Regions from separate parts of the Urocitellus parryii genome. Here region 1 is linked to region 2. The links are chromatin contacts, called in public Hi-C maps. All regions are on one chromosome and are shown on one strand. The core of a region is the stretch at or near the end of the contact, and the rest is flanking DNA. Distances in the headings are between cores, read along the strand shown. Region 1 holds the start of Stk17a (serine/threonine kinase 17a). Region 2 holds the start of Mrpl32 (mitochondrial ribosomal protein L32).

The links. Hi-C and Micro-C count contacts between places; a contact is called where the count stands out from the background.
Region 1: a Hi-C map of liver shows a contact between it and region 2, with 3 times the contacts expected there. The contact joins the promoter of Stk17a here to the promoter of Mrpl32 in region 2. A contact is called at or near these places in 2 of 2 Hi-C or Micro-C datasets (liver and muscle).

The regions. Positions count from the first base shown.
Region 1 is chr3:99,894,622-99,898,645 of mUroPar1.hap1, forward strand. Stk17a (serine/threonine kinase 17a) reads left to right here and starts at 2,119. Exons shown (of 6, transcript XM_026410658.2): 1 at 2,119-2,472. The coding sequence starts at 2,270.
Region 2 is chr3:99,321,985-99,325,686 of mUroPar1.hap1, forward strand. It overlaps Mrpl32 (mitochondrial ribosomal protein L32), which reads left to right and starts at 1,386. Exons shown (of 3, transcript XM_026410659.2): 1 at 1,386-1,548; 2 at 3,653-3,702. The coding sequence starts at 1,413. Psma2 (proteasome 20S subunit alpha 2) reads right to left here and starts at 1,213. Exons shown (of 8, transcript XM_026410655.2): 1 at 1,141-1,213. The coding sequence starts at 1,181.

The DNA.
Region 1 (4,024 bases), core at 869-3,368, 570 kb after region 2:
GCATTTTTTGTTAGGGTTGTTACTACATACTTCATTCAATTGAATTGTTTCATTCAATTGCAAATGGAGTAATCTCCCTATTCTCTTTCATGTCTCATATAGCTTTACATAAGAATGCTGTTGATCTATTTTAAATTTAATTGTCTTTGTAAAATTTATTAATTTTCATTCTTTCCAGTTGACCCTTTTGGATATTCTAGAGGAGTACTTGAATTGCAGATATTTAACAATCTGTTCCTTCCTGACCATTTAAACTCTTCCTTTTCAGTATTAATGCCACTTTAGTCTTATTACATTATTTAGGTTCTCTGCTGAACACTGAATAGAAGTGGTAAGAGCTGGTGTCTTTACTATGCCCAGATTCCAAGAGTAATTCTTCTGTAGGTTTTGAGAGAGATCTTACTAAGTTTGGGAAATACTTTTCTCTTTCTAGGTTGTTAATTTTTAAAATTAATCATGAATGGGCATCAAATAGTATACAATGTTGTTCCAATATTTTTATCATCATAGATGAGAAGCAAACTAATTAATTTTCATGCATTTGTGATTTTATAGGGCTTCTGACTGTGGTTGTTATATATCAAAATGATAGGTAACATTTTGTTTCTTGATTAATTCCACCAAAATTATAGAATAGATTTTATAGAATTTTAATCCTTTAAAATTGTTGAGATATGCTTTATGAGCCAGTATATGATCAATAAATATTCTCCTTACATCAAAAGAAAATGTATTCTGCAGCGTTGTGTATATATGTATGTGTGTATTTCAGTTATGTCAGTTTTCTTGATTGTATTGTTCAAAACTTGTATATCCTTCCTATTTTTGTCTTCTTGTTCTATCATTTACAGAGAGGGGTAAGTTACCAGTACAAAAAAAAAAAAAAAAACTAGTTTTGGAGTGTGGATTTGTATATTTCTTCTTTTAGTCCTGTATTTTGGGTTTGTATATTTCAGTGCTATACTTTTAAGATTATACAAATTTATAATTATTACAGTGTTTGGGGGTTGATGCTTTCATCACAAAGAATTTTTATTTCTAATAATACTTCTTGCTTCAAAATTCACTTTGTCGGACTGGGGATGTGGCTGAGCTGTAGAGCACTCACCTAGCACATGTGAGGCCCTGGGTTTGATCCTCAGTACCATATTAAAAATAAATAAAATAAAGGTATTGCATCCAACTACAACTAAAAAATAAAATATTTTTTTAAAATTCACTTTGTCTTATATTTTTATAGCTATATCAGCTTTCAATTAGGTACCATTCATATGACATAATTCTTTGCATTCTTTTTATTTCAACATTTATATTGCCTTTAAAGGTATCTCTTAGAAGCAACATTATAGTTGAGATTATTTTTAATGTTATGTACAAACTTTAACTTTTAATTGGGAGGTACATAGATTCCATTTATATTTAATGTTATTGTAATTTTTAAAACTTTAAATTTGCCATCTGTTTCTGTTAGTCAATTCCTTATCTGTTTATTGCTCCTATGGATTAAATATTTTCATTATTTTATTTGACATCTTACTAGCTTGTTATTAATTTTTCTATTATTTTAACTCTTACTCTAGAGATTATAATTTTCATTCTTGATTATTAAAAGTATTTTTCTCAATTCTCACACAATGCTAGAACATTTTAATTCCAATTACTCTTTTCTACTTTTTGTTCTATTATTGTATATATTTTAGTTCTCTGATTTAAACCCCACATGACATTATTTTGTCCTTTCATATGTTTAATATTTATTCATATCTGGCCACGTATCAACCCTTTTTATTTTTCCTTATTCCTTTAGGTATCTCTATGATTTCATTTCTTGGACCTTTCTTTCCCTTGACCCAGAGTCAGCTTTGGAACTCCCAGATGCTCAACAGGTGCTCAACACAGCTGACACACTCGGTCCTCCTAACCAAAGGGAGGCGCTGTGCATTGCCTTCATGCCGCCCAGACAGCCCGTCAGGCTGCACCTTCTCTTTCTCGGCTGCAGAGGGCGCGCATGAGGCATCGGGCGCTCAGGACCCCACGGGAGATCGCCGAGGGGCGGGGCCTGTGGGGTGGGCGAGGCCTGCGAGAGGGGCAGAGTCGGGTGCGGGGCGGAGCTGACCGGAACCTGCCGGCCGCAGTCCTAGCTCCGCATCGGGTAGAGCGTGTGTCTGAAGACTCCACGGATCGCCACGAGGCAGCCGAAGGCGGGCCCGTTACCCGCCGGCTACCGGGAGCGAGCTGAGCGGCAGAAAAGGAAGAACGCCCGAGCACCATGATCCCTCTGGAGAAGCCGGGCAGCGGCGGCTCCTCCTTGGCTGCCACCTCAGGCTCGGGCCAGGCGAGTCGGAGTCAGAGCGCGCCGCGCCGGCTGCCGCCGCCCCAAACCCGCGGGCTGCTGACAGAGATCCGCGCTGCCGTGCGCACTGAGCCTTTCCAGGACGGCTACACCTTGAGCCCTGGCCGAGAGCTGGGCAGGTAAGGGCTGGAGGGGGGCCGGGGAGCGGGACGACCTCGGCCGGGTGCAGAGCCTCCAGGTACTCGCCGATAAGTACCGCGGCTGGAAGTGGCGTTAAGCACCGATAACGCGCTTGGTGACTTGGCACAAACTTAGGGGCTGGCGGCGACTAGGGCGGCAGAGTCGCTGCCCTCCGCAGAGCTGGTGTGAGCTCCGCAAGCGACTAGCTGCTGGCCATCGGAGCAAAGTACGAAAGAGCGAGGTATTCGTTGCCTCTGGTTACCGCGAACCTTGACGCCTTCCTCTGCTCACGCCTTTTCACCATCTGTAATGATTTAAATGGTAATTTAGCGAGATTAGTGTGTGAACCACACTGCAGATCTGAAATAAAACTAGAGGCTTATGAAGTCAGCTTTGGTTTTGCCTTTAGACTTTTCCGGATTTCTCCACCGCTCTCTGTGGCCTTCATGAACTGCAGCATCAGTAGTGACAGCTTCCTTTGCACCGGTTGCTGTATTAACTTCAGCCGCCTTCTGCTGCCTTCATCGTTTTCCTTTTCGTGGTTGGTTTTGTGCCTTTTTTGTTGTTGTTGTTCTAAAATATTTCGGTAATTCAGATAAGTTTCATCTGTAGGGTCTTGACCCTTTTATCACTCTTTCTACTTTTCTGTGAGCCGACTCTTGCCTGCCCTGCTCTTTATGGGGGTTAGGAAGAACTTAGATTTCTTTTTTCCTTTCCTTTTTTTTTTTTTTTTAATTGTTAAAGCGAAGCCTGTTTGGATGCTTTACATTTTGTTTGTTTAAGAAGAGTGATATAGCGATTTCTATGGGGTTTTTGAGACTCTTCTTTTGAGACAGTTTAGAGAAATTGTTGGAGGTCAGACCTGAGTTCAATATGCCTTGCCCTTCCTCATGAGTTTGCCTTTGGGTGGATGATTTAAGACTCCTCGGCCTCACTTTTCTCATCAATAAACCGGAATAACGACAGTACTTACCTCATGGAGATGTTGTGAAGATACAGTGCCTGGAAAGTGCATACCACTGGGCCTGGCACATAGCGTTCATGTTCACCTTTATTGCAAGCCTGTGAATGGTTGCAAAATACCTCCATGTTGTAATGGGAAAGGCCCTGACAGTTAGGATAGCCTTCAGCTGGGGTCTTGGAAAAGGAATTGGTCACAAATTATTAAAAAGGCACAGCTTTACAAATATTAAGATAACTTTTCAGAATATTTTTTTGCCTTAACATCCCAGTGTTAACAAAAGGAAAATACCTTTCAGGAACAAATTTTCTTTCACTGTGCTAGACACTAATTGACTGGTTCAGTGTACACTATAATTATGATACTAAGAGAACAGCTACTGGCTGAGCGAGGTATTTCTAATTTATTGAAATTCCATACAATCTGAAGTAACCTCAATAACATAAAAAAAAAAGAAAACTAAATTTTCCATTATTGGCATGAGTTGTCTGCAAATGTTTAAGATGTCAAGCAATGTCTTGTACATTTAATTACAAATAATTTAATCTTAAAAACTGATTTGCACCCTATCAGGTGTCATGGAACTAATT
Region 2 (3,702 bases), core at 136-2,635:
TTTAATTAAATTAATTTCATTCAAAGTTTGCCAAAACACTATTGCACCCTGACATACTGAAAACTGCCAAGAGGAAGACATTTTTTTTTTTTTAATTTTAGTAAGACAACATGCAATAAAAAGTGTATGTCCACTTAATTACTCAATAATGACCTTGGACAAGTTAATTTGTCCAAGTGTGGATAGCTCTTCAGTAACATGGTGAGATAACATTCATTACAGGTGGTAGGTAAAGCAATGGAGGAGGATTAAGTTGCACCAACACAGAAAGTATTCAACAAGTTAGATCCTCTGTGCCTTCAGTAGTCAGACAGGACAACTAAATGGGACATTACTGATCCTTAAGAAAATGGTCAAACTAGAATCCTTCCCTGGTCATTTTTAAAAATTCTTCAGTGATGGTTTTCTTACATTGGGTACGATGTTTCACCTCAACTGTATTTTGAGAATATTACTTTAATTCCCTGTTTTATAACAGAAAAAAACCTAAACTCTTTAAGCATTCCTCCGTACAAAACCAAAATGACCAAAACATATATTGTAGCCTAGTTATTTTGGGGCTCACAACAACCTAATTGATAGAAACATCAGCGCTTTCATTTTTTAGTCCTTACGCTTCTAATTGGGACACGGAAGAAACCGAAAGCATAAGTTTCAAGCCACTAGGGCCAAACTGTAACCAAGACTCCGGCCTAATCGTAAAGCCAAGATTCTTTTTTTTTAAAAAAAAAAAAATGCAACCCCACATGAGATTCCGAGTTTCAGGCACTCCTGCATGGGGCCTACTTTGGTCAAGAAGGAAATTCTGAATTCTGAACGGGTCACCAGGAGCAAGCTAACTCCTCCTTTTCTTGTATTCAAGGCGAAAGTGAATTCCTGCCTAGCAGCTTCCCGGTCCCATAATCTCCAGTTGTTCCCAGGTCCCCCAAAAGGGCTCCTAAGGCCTGCCGGAACCATGACTTTCGAGGCTTTCCCGTTCCCCAGCCGGCCCGGCAAATGACTTTGCAAAGCTGCATTTCCAACTCCACTTCCCATTGGACCCTCCGGAAATTCTAAGGCACAAGCCACTACAAATAAAGTGGGGTCGGGTAGTCTCCTGCAACCTTTGCTACGTGCAGGATCCTGGGGTCCCTTCAATACCTGAATGTAGTCAGCGAGAAGCTGTAACCGCGCTCCGCCATCTTTACCCGGAGAACCAAAGCACACTCGCGCACATGCGCACCGCGGTCGATTTCTTTCCATTTCCCCGCCCTCTTCCTTTCCTTCTTTTTCTCTGATTGGAGCAGAGTCAGAGCCACCTCAGGGGCATTCTGGGAGTTGTAGTTCTATAAGGTAGATTTGCCCGACTCTGGGTCTTTGTGCACATTCATAGGGGCAGGATCCAGCAGCCCAGTGAGTTCCGTTTTCCGGCAATGAAGATGGCGTCTGGCATGCTCCTGGTTGTGGTGCCTCCGTGGCCCGCTGCACGGGGGCTGCTCCGAAACTGCTGGGAGCTTCTGCAGCGAAAACTTCAAAAGAGCTGGCCAGGGTATCCAGCTCCTCCGTGGGGTAGGTAAAGAAAGGCTCCGTAGGAAGTGGATCAATGAGGAGACCCAGGCTGCTTGGTAGACACAGTTCCTGGTTTTTGTCCTTGGCCTTTCTCATTCCCGGAGGCGCATAGGGGGACGTGGTTCCTTACTTTAGCCAGGAAACCATAGCAGCTATTTGTGCACATCGAGCAAATAAATAAATTTTCTGTTCTTGTCCATTCTTATGTAGATTGTTACCCAAGCGCCTTAGCTTGTTAAGGATTAGCACAGCCAAATTTTGTTAAAATGCTGAAAACAGATGCTTTCGAGTAATTTCTGAAGGAAGAAAGAACTGAGTTTCATTCCAATTTACAGAGGTGATACAGGCGTTTTAAAAGGAGAATGGAGGCAAGTGAGTCGGAAGAGTAAGAGAAGTGAAATGGAGCGAGGGGCTGGTTGGTCATTGTAAGTGGGATTAGTACAGCTGTGTCTGCTAGCTCGCAGGTATCCAAGGTAGAGTTCTGTTCGCACATAAGAGACCGAGAGACAGAAGCCTTCTTGATCATTGATTATATTCCAAAGGAATGGCCTTGGGTTCTTGAGAGAGATGCTTTGGAGGTGAAAGTGATATGTCTTTACAATTGTAATTCCTTTTTAGTAGATCCTGTAAGATAAGGAATTCAGGTGCCTATTCAGGTGTGTATTGGCTAGACCAAAAATAAAGTTTCCTGTTAGCGTGAAACTTTCTCAGGCTTAAACTTTAAGGAGAGCTGAGGTCATCCCAGGGACATGACCTTATGTTGCCAGAAGTGGTGCTAGAGTTCTGTTAAGTCTCATTTGTCCAGGAGTTTTAGAGTTGTCCTGTGTGTATACTTAAGCAGTTCTCAGTTGGCACTATGGCTGGCCACTGCGGATCCCAATTGTCTTTTCTTTCAGTTCCATTGTCCACAGGATGCAACTTGTTCTTCTCTGTGGTGCTTGAGCTCTGTGCAGATTAATTCTGATTCCTTGTATTCGTTGAGGAACGAGTTTTAATTGAAAATATTTTGGATGTTAAAACTGTTATTGCTTTGACATTTACTAAATATCCCCAAAGTGATAATACCTAGGCAATCTAAACAGATATAGACCAAGAAAATATGTACTACAATATACCAAACACTGGGCTAAGTACATTTTCACCAACCACTTCCTGGGATAAGCTTCTCAACAATCCCATAAATTTTCACCACTTTTCAACTGAAGAAATAGACTTAGAAAAATCTCAGCGTCCCACAGACAGTCCAGATTCTGCGTTATTAACCACTGGGCCATGCTTAGCAATACTTTTAGATCTATTGAAAAAGAATATCAGTTGTTAAATGTAGAGATTTTTATGTACTTTTAAGAGTTCTTAAAAAACAAAAGTAGTGTTGTAAATCTCAAGAATAGCCAAGAAGGAGTAAAGGAATCTCTTTGATTTTTATAAGCAATTTAGAAAAACAAAAATGAGACATTGATAATCACAAATAAAAATATACAAAGAAATGGTGAGCTGTCTTTTCCATAGTGATCAGACAGGAGTCAAGATTAAATATTATTGAAGAACTTAGAGATTTGAGGAACTTACCATGTGATTTGATAAATGAACTAATTTTAAGAGGCTAGTACACAGTTATCCCAGTGCAGGTCAGAAGTGCATTTAGTCAATTTTAATCAGATCTATGTGTACATTAATTACTTAGCTGCCCACCAAGTAAAATGTGGACAATTGAGTGATTTTGTTTCTTCTTCTTTTTTTTTCTTTTTGAAGTTAGGCACCTGTCATTCTTTTATTCATGTTTACTACTAAATTCCTGAGTTCTATACTACATGAGATGAGAAACTCTTGATGTAATTTCTCTTAACTCATTTCCGCAGTTTTCATTAAAATAAATTTCTATTTGTGTTCTTTTAGTTATCCTTTCTTTATTAGCTTTAATTCTATATATTTTACTAGCTAAGGTTTCATGTTAAATTTCTATTGAACATTCTAAACTATCAGTATGTCTACACATGTTTGTGTTGATTAACATATCACAGTTGGTTAGCAAGGATAGTGATATCTGTAAATAGTCTCTTAGGAGCTAGAAACTGATTTTGTATCTCCATGTTTTATTTTATAGGACCAGCATTAGCAGTCCAGGGTCCAGCCATATTTACAAATGATTCCAGT